2 separate regions of the Macaca mulatta genome follow, and region 2 is linked to region 1. Evidence: chromatin contacts called from public Hi-C data. All regions are on one chromosome and are shown on one strand. Each heading gives the region's core, a stretch centred on a gene start, on an enhancer-like site or on the middle of the called end of the contact. The rest is flanking DNA. Distances are from core to core; before and after follow the strand shown.

The links. Hi-C and Micro-C count contacts between places; a contact is called where the count stands out from the background.
Region 2: a contact with region 1 is called in a Hi-C map of blood, with 13 times the contacts expected there. The contact joins two enhancer-like sites. A contact is called at or near these places in 4 of 14 Hi-C or Micro-C datasets (blood, fetal cortical plate, round spermatid and 1 more).

What each region holds. Positions count from the first base shown.
Region 1 is chr7:179,841,149-179,844,409 of T2T-MMU8v2.0, forward strand. It overlaps LOC106995637. Among named protein-coding and RNA genes, the nearest start is that of TMEM121, 880 kb to the left of the region's middle. Within about 2 kb of position 1,758, at least 4 of the 40 cell types and tissues checked have an H3K27ac peak or open chromatin away from gene starts, as enhancers often do.
Region 2 is chr7:180,757,296-180,760,556 of T2T-MMU8v2.0, forward strand. It overlaps LOC106999633. Among named protein-coding and RNA genes, the nearest start is that of TMEM121, 1.8 Mb to the left of the region's middle. Within about 2 kb of position 1,751, at least 2 of the 40 cell types and tissues checked have an H3K27ac peak or open chromatin away from gene starts, as enhancers often do.

The sequences.
Region 1 (3,261 bases), core at 508-3,007:
GGTCTCTGCTAAAAACGCAAAAATTAGCCAGATGTGGTAGCGTGCGCCCGTAGTCCCAGCTACTGGGGAGGCTGATACAGAAGAATTGCTTGAACCCGGGAGGCAGAAGTTATAGTGAGCCGAGATGATGCCATTGTACTCCAGCCTGGGTGACAGAGTGAGACTCCATGTTAAATATATATCATATATATATATACACACACACACGTACGTATATATATATCTTGTTGTGAATTTGCTTAATAGATGCTATTAGACTTGTCATCAGCTGACTCTAGGTTAAGTAGATTATCATTGATAAAATGGGTGGGCCTGATTCCATCAGAGCAGAACTGGAGAAAATGAAATTCCATGGTGATTCAGCAGCTTCATCTCTCTCTGGGACTTCCAGCCTGCACTTATTGAGGGATCACTTAGGGAAATTGGATATTCCTAGCCATGTCTAAAAAATGTCATCCTCTACATCTCACAGAAATGTGGCATGTCCATCTGTAGCTTGTCAACTGAATAACAGGCAGAAAGAGACTCTAAAATATAATAATATGATATTATTAAAATATAATAATATATTATTAAAATATAATATAATAATATATTATGAAAATATAATAATATTTATTCTAGGATGTGTATTGCAATTGAAATATGTATGGGTGCATTCAGGTTGGCATGGAAAGAAAAAAAATTAAGGAAAAATGAGGAGTATTACATCAGTTGTTTTGAGACAATTATCCTGGGGTAGAAGGATCAGCAACGGGTGACATCGGTATAAGGTTGTACAGGCAGTTTGATGGGCAGATATTCTTGGAGAAGTAATTATTTTATGGTTGTGTTGGCCTCGGTGCAAAGTTGTGGTTGTGCAGAGTCTATTTATAATAGTTCTTGTTACCACGAATATGGGTGTTAGAACCTCCTTCATGGCCTTTCCCAGCTTCATCACCTTCCCCAGCTTCATAAGTGGCTCCATTCTGATTCCGATAAATTTTACAACCTCTTTCTAACACTACTTCTGAAGCAGATGAGTCCGATAGTTTGCACAGAACAGGGTTAATTCCACATTCACATCCCATTTTGATCAAATACGTTTATCCCTTTCACTATTAACGACCAGTTGCATTCCCAGATGAGTCTACACACAACACAGTGGAGGGTCCTGAGAAAATGGGGAGAGAAGGAAGTTCCATCAGCCTCACCCACGTTGCTGCAGGAGACACAGCCTGAGCCTCACCTGAGCTCCAAGAAAATGCCTTGAGCCCTGGAATGGAGACCATGGAGACCATCTTTTTCTTTTTCAGAAAGCAGGAAAATAAAATTTAAAAGGAAGAACAAACACTACAAAGAAAGAACGAAGTCTGTGAGCAAAAGCAGCACCAGGTCAGTCTGATACTGACTGGCTTTAGTGTCAGGAGAAGGGTCAGACGAGAAACCTGTGAGCTTCTACATGACACTGACCCTGGCCCAGCCTCTCTATTGACTGCGATCAGAATCCCAAAGACTGTTCTAGTCCAGGAATCTCCCTGAGGTTTCTGTCCTGGGTCTGATTGGAGAAATCTCCCCAGGCACCCCTGAGCTTCCTCAGGACTCTGATCCTGGTGAGGACTTTTCATCTCTGTAAACAACAATCTGCATTTTGTGCATATGAAAATAGGTTATCATAATAAATAGTCGTTTAAAAAATATGTAGAGATGACATTACTAAGCACAGAGTTCTAAACTCAGAGAGGTTCACTAGAGAAACTGTAAAAAGATGACGTCCCACATCCTGACAGGAAATCAGCCTCCGTGTGCACCGGCTTCCGGGTTGACTCTGATCAGTGGGTCCCGAGCGCCCCCTGCCGCTGATTTCCCCCCGCGTTCCTGCAGGGAGGTTTGTGTCTGGGCTCACACTGACCTCCCCTCACTGTGTCTCTCGCACAGTAATAGACAGCCGTGTCCTCAGCTCTCAGGCTGTCCATTTGAAGATACAGTGTGTTCTTGGCGTTCTCTCTGGAGATGGTGAATCTGCCCTTCACGGAGTCTGCGTACCATGTGCTACCACCACCATTACTAATACGTGAGACCCACTCCAGCCCCTTCCCTGAAGCCTGGCGGACCCAGTGCATGTAGTAGTCACTGAAGGTGAATCCAGAGGCTGCGCAGGAGAGTCTCAGGGACCCCCCAGGCTTTGCCAAGCCGCCCCCAGACTCCACCAGCTGCACCTCACACTGGACACCTGCAAACAAAAAGACACCAAGGTCACAAACGCCAAACATATCCACTGTTCCTCTCACTCATGTCTCCTCACACACAGTATTTCTACTTCACTCTCAATTACCTTTCAAAAGAGCAACAAGGAAAACCCAGCTCAGCACAAACTCCATGGTGTGTTCTGTGTTTAGTGCTGATCGCCGAACAGAAACACCTGGGAATTCTGGGGCTGGGCTCCTCTCCCAGAGCTGCAGGGTCAAGGCTGGGCTGCTTTTCACCAGAAGAGGGAGGGACCTATTTGCATGTCTCTTGCTATATAGCAAGCTCTGGGGTGGGGCGGCTGAGGAGAGGGCAGTGCTCAGAGCAGAGGAGAGTGTCCCGGAAAACACTGGAGTCAATTCTATCTCTCAGGAAATATAACTTCAGATTATGTGATTGTGCCTTGATAATCATTTAGTATTCATCGTCTTATTTAATTTTTACATACTTGTAGAATGTACTTAATGCAAGTGTGAATGTCACATTTTTAGAGAAGATGATTACATGCAGAACAGAGCAGCTGTGCAATATGTCCAATATCACACATCTGGACAGAGTTAGCCCTATTATCTGTGCCTGTGACTCTAAACGCTGGAGGAGTCGGCTCCCCTGAGACAACTCCAGGGTGGTGTGGGACATGCCTAGAGGGGTTTTCAGGATGTCCCACCTGTCATAACAACTTTATGGAATTTTGCCATTTGTAGCGTTTACCTGAAATACACAATCAGTGTTCACATGCATGTATTGTCAGGAGTCCGTGATTATTCAAGTGTCAATATTTATCTCTTTCTTGCTTTTTCTCAGCCAATATATTCATTTTTGTTACTGTTTTATTAAAATCAATTAATAATGAAAACAAATTGATAGTGCAGCATTTGGGAAATGTTGACATATATGTGCAGTCATTGAATCAGCACTTCAATCGTGCTGTTAGCAATTAAATTAAACTCTATTTTTTTCTCTCACTTCTCTGTAATTTCATTTCATCATGTTTTACTCTTACCATCCTTTTCCTCAGAAAATTCAGATCTTCTT
Region 2 (3,261 bases), core at 501-3,000, 920 kb after region 1:
GATCAAATCTTTAATAAAATGTAAAACTCCCTTGGCCAAAGGTTCTTGCACTGGCACTATGGAATCATTGTCCTCTCCTCAAGGTGCATCAGTTATTACCCTATGACTTGGCAGCTAAAAGGCCCATATGTTTATAGACTTTACCCCCAGAGATCATGTTTGCTCCATTGCATGCATGTGTTACAAAATACTGAAAGTGATTCCTGTGTGATATCCACTCCAATCATGAAGAGTTTGAGGTGGCCTTTTTACTACATCTTTTCCACAGACTCTTGTGATCTTCAGCAAGGAAACTGGAAGGAACATCTGCAGAAAATACTGCTCTTGAATCATATTGGAAGGAATCTTGTCAGATACTTTTAAATAACTCACTGCAGAAAACATTCAGGCAGTTAATTGTTGGGTTCATATTTTACAACTAAAGACTCAATGCAGGCCAGATGCAGTGGATCATCCCTATAATCACACCACTTTCAGAAGCAAAGTCAGGGAAACCCCACGAGACCTGGCAATCGCAGCCAGCCTGGGCAGCATAAAGAGACGCTATTTCTATGGAAAAAAATATATTAAAGAATAAGCAGGTGAGGGGTGGCATTTCCCTCTACTTCTAGACACTCAGGAAGCTAAGATGGGAAGATTATGTGAGTCAGGGGTTCAAAATTACCGTGAGCTTTGATCATACAACTGTTCTTTAAACTGTGCAACAGGGTAAGAGCCTGTCTCTAAAAACAAATTAAAAAGAATCAATAAAGAATTCCACACAACTGTAAAGCTACTTAAATAAGAAATATTAAACTGAGCATCCTTATAGATTCTCTGACGTTTCTGATGTGTTTAAGCAGATAGCTGGCCTAAGACCTGCAGAATAAGCTGATAGCCCTTTGTTGTGAGAAGCTTCTACCCAAGGCATTAGACCAGGACCCCTTTCTAATTCCCCAACCCCTACTCCTTTTTTTCAGTATTCTTTGCTTATATTTATAAAGTCATCACATTCCTGTAGACATCTATGTTGTCCACCCATATTGAACCTTATCTTTTTGCTTATTCGTTATTTTTATTCTTGTTTCATAGAATAAGTTGTCACACTACTTTTTGAGACTTAAGTCTCACTCCTCTGTCATCTCCTCTTTTGTCGAACAAGGTGAATCTAGTTTGCAGTCACAGGAGCTTCTTCATGTGATGCCAGTGGGAGTTTCAAACCCTACAAACCCCTTTCTGTGAGGGGGAAGCCTCCCTCGGCCCCCACCACCAAACCATAATAAAAACCCTGAGTCAGTCTCCATTCCTCCTCTACCAAGCCGTTTTAGACATTCCCGAGAGAACTGCCCTGCTCTCAGCAGACACCTCCACAGTGCAGATAATAAACCTTTCCATATTCACTTGCTCTGAGAGTATGACTTCATCAGACACAACATCCACACTAAATATCGGTTGAGATCTCTTGGCTTTGCATGGTGTCAAATACTGCTGATACTGGGAGCCCGGTGCCATGGTTTCTATCAACAGGACACACTGGATCCCTGAAACAACTCCAGGATAGAGCTGGACGTATGATATGGATTGACTTTGTGTCCCCACCTAAATATCATATCAAATTGTAATCCCCACATGTCAAGGGAGGGACCGAGTGAGAGGTGATTGGATCATGGGGGCAGTTTCCCCATGTTGTTCTCATGATAGTGAGTTCTAACAAGACCTGAGGGTTTAAACGTGTGTGTCACTCTCTCTGTCTCTCCTGCTGCCACGTGACACGTGCCTTGCTTCCCCTTCCCCTTCCACCATGATTTAAGTTTCCTGTGGCTTCCCCAGCTGTGCAGAACTGTGAGTCAAGTAAAATTCTTTTTTTTGTAAACTACCCAGTCTCACGTGGTTCTTTATAGGAGTGTGAAAATGAACTAATACAACATGCCTGGTGGGTTTGATAAACTTTCTTAATGTCATAGAATTATTCCATTATTTTGCTGTATTCTAATGTTGCTCTAAAAATGCAGAGATGCCCAGGACTCATTACTGTGTATTTCAGGTGTCTCTGACTTTTCATGTATTTTACTTATCTCTAACTCCTTTTCTACCAAATTATACATGTTATAATTAGTACTATCTTTAATGAGGTTAAATTTAAAATATCTTTATGAAGTGTTCAATTTTACTAATATTGTCCCAACCATAATCATTATCAACATAGATAACAAGTCAATTTCCACAAAATTTTCTCTTGTTCTGTAATTCCTCCTTCCTAGACCTTCCCTTCTCCTACAATATTCACAGTGAACTACTGATTTTTATGTAAGTTTAGATTACTCTTCATTCAATAAAATTTATAAAACTTGTATCTTATGTACATACTTTTATTTGTTTGGCTCATTTTACTCATTAGAAGTACTTGTGAGTTTTACCATACTGTTGACAGTATCCAACATTAGTTGATTGTAGTAGTGGTTAATACACCAATGAATGACTTTTCCACTGTTTCTTTACCAATTAAGCTGATGATTGACATTTGAGTTGTTTTTCATTCTGGGTTTTATAAGCCGATGCTACTCAGCTTAGAGAGGTACACAGCTGGAAAACACATGGTTCTTATTCTTACAACAACATAAGCAACTAAGCTTGAAAAGCTGCACATTAATCAAGTTTATGAAATACATCGGGGAATAAAACGTATAGATTTACGTGTGTTGTGGGGTGGGTGTATGTCAGTTTCTGGTGAGAGAGAGAAGGGAGGAAGGAAGGCAGAAAAAAGAGAGGAATGTTACATAATTGACCACAATTTATGAGGCCCTCAAGTAATTACAGGGAATTAGTCTTTATGGACAAGGCTGACGAAAGATGAAGAAGACAACTTGACACACATAGCTCTGGTTATATATTGATATAAATATCATTTTCTTTTTTTCTCTCTTTTTTTAATGGAGTCTCCCTCTGTTGCCCAGGCTGGAGTGCAGTGGTGCGATCTCCGCTCAACACAACCTCTGCCTCCCAGGTTCAAATGATTCTCCTGCCTCAGGCGTGTGCCACTGGGCCTGGCTAATTTTTATATTTTTAGTAGAAATGGGGTTTCACCATGTTGACCAGGCTGGTCTTGAACTCCTGACCTCAGGTGATCTGTTCGCCTTGGCCTCCCAAAGTACTGGGATTACAGGCATGAGCCACCGCACCTGGCCCGAAAATATCATTTTCGAATCATACAAACACTCACATGCGTTAGAACGGATGTAGTGCAGGGTGTCTTGTGGTGAAATATGATGATGGCACGAAACC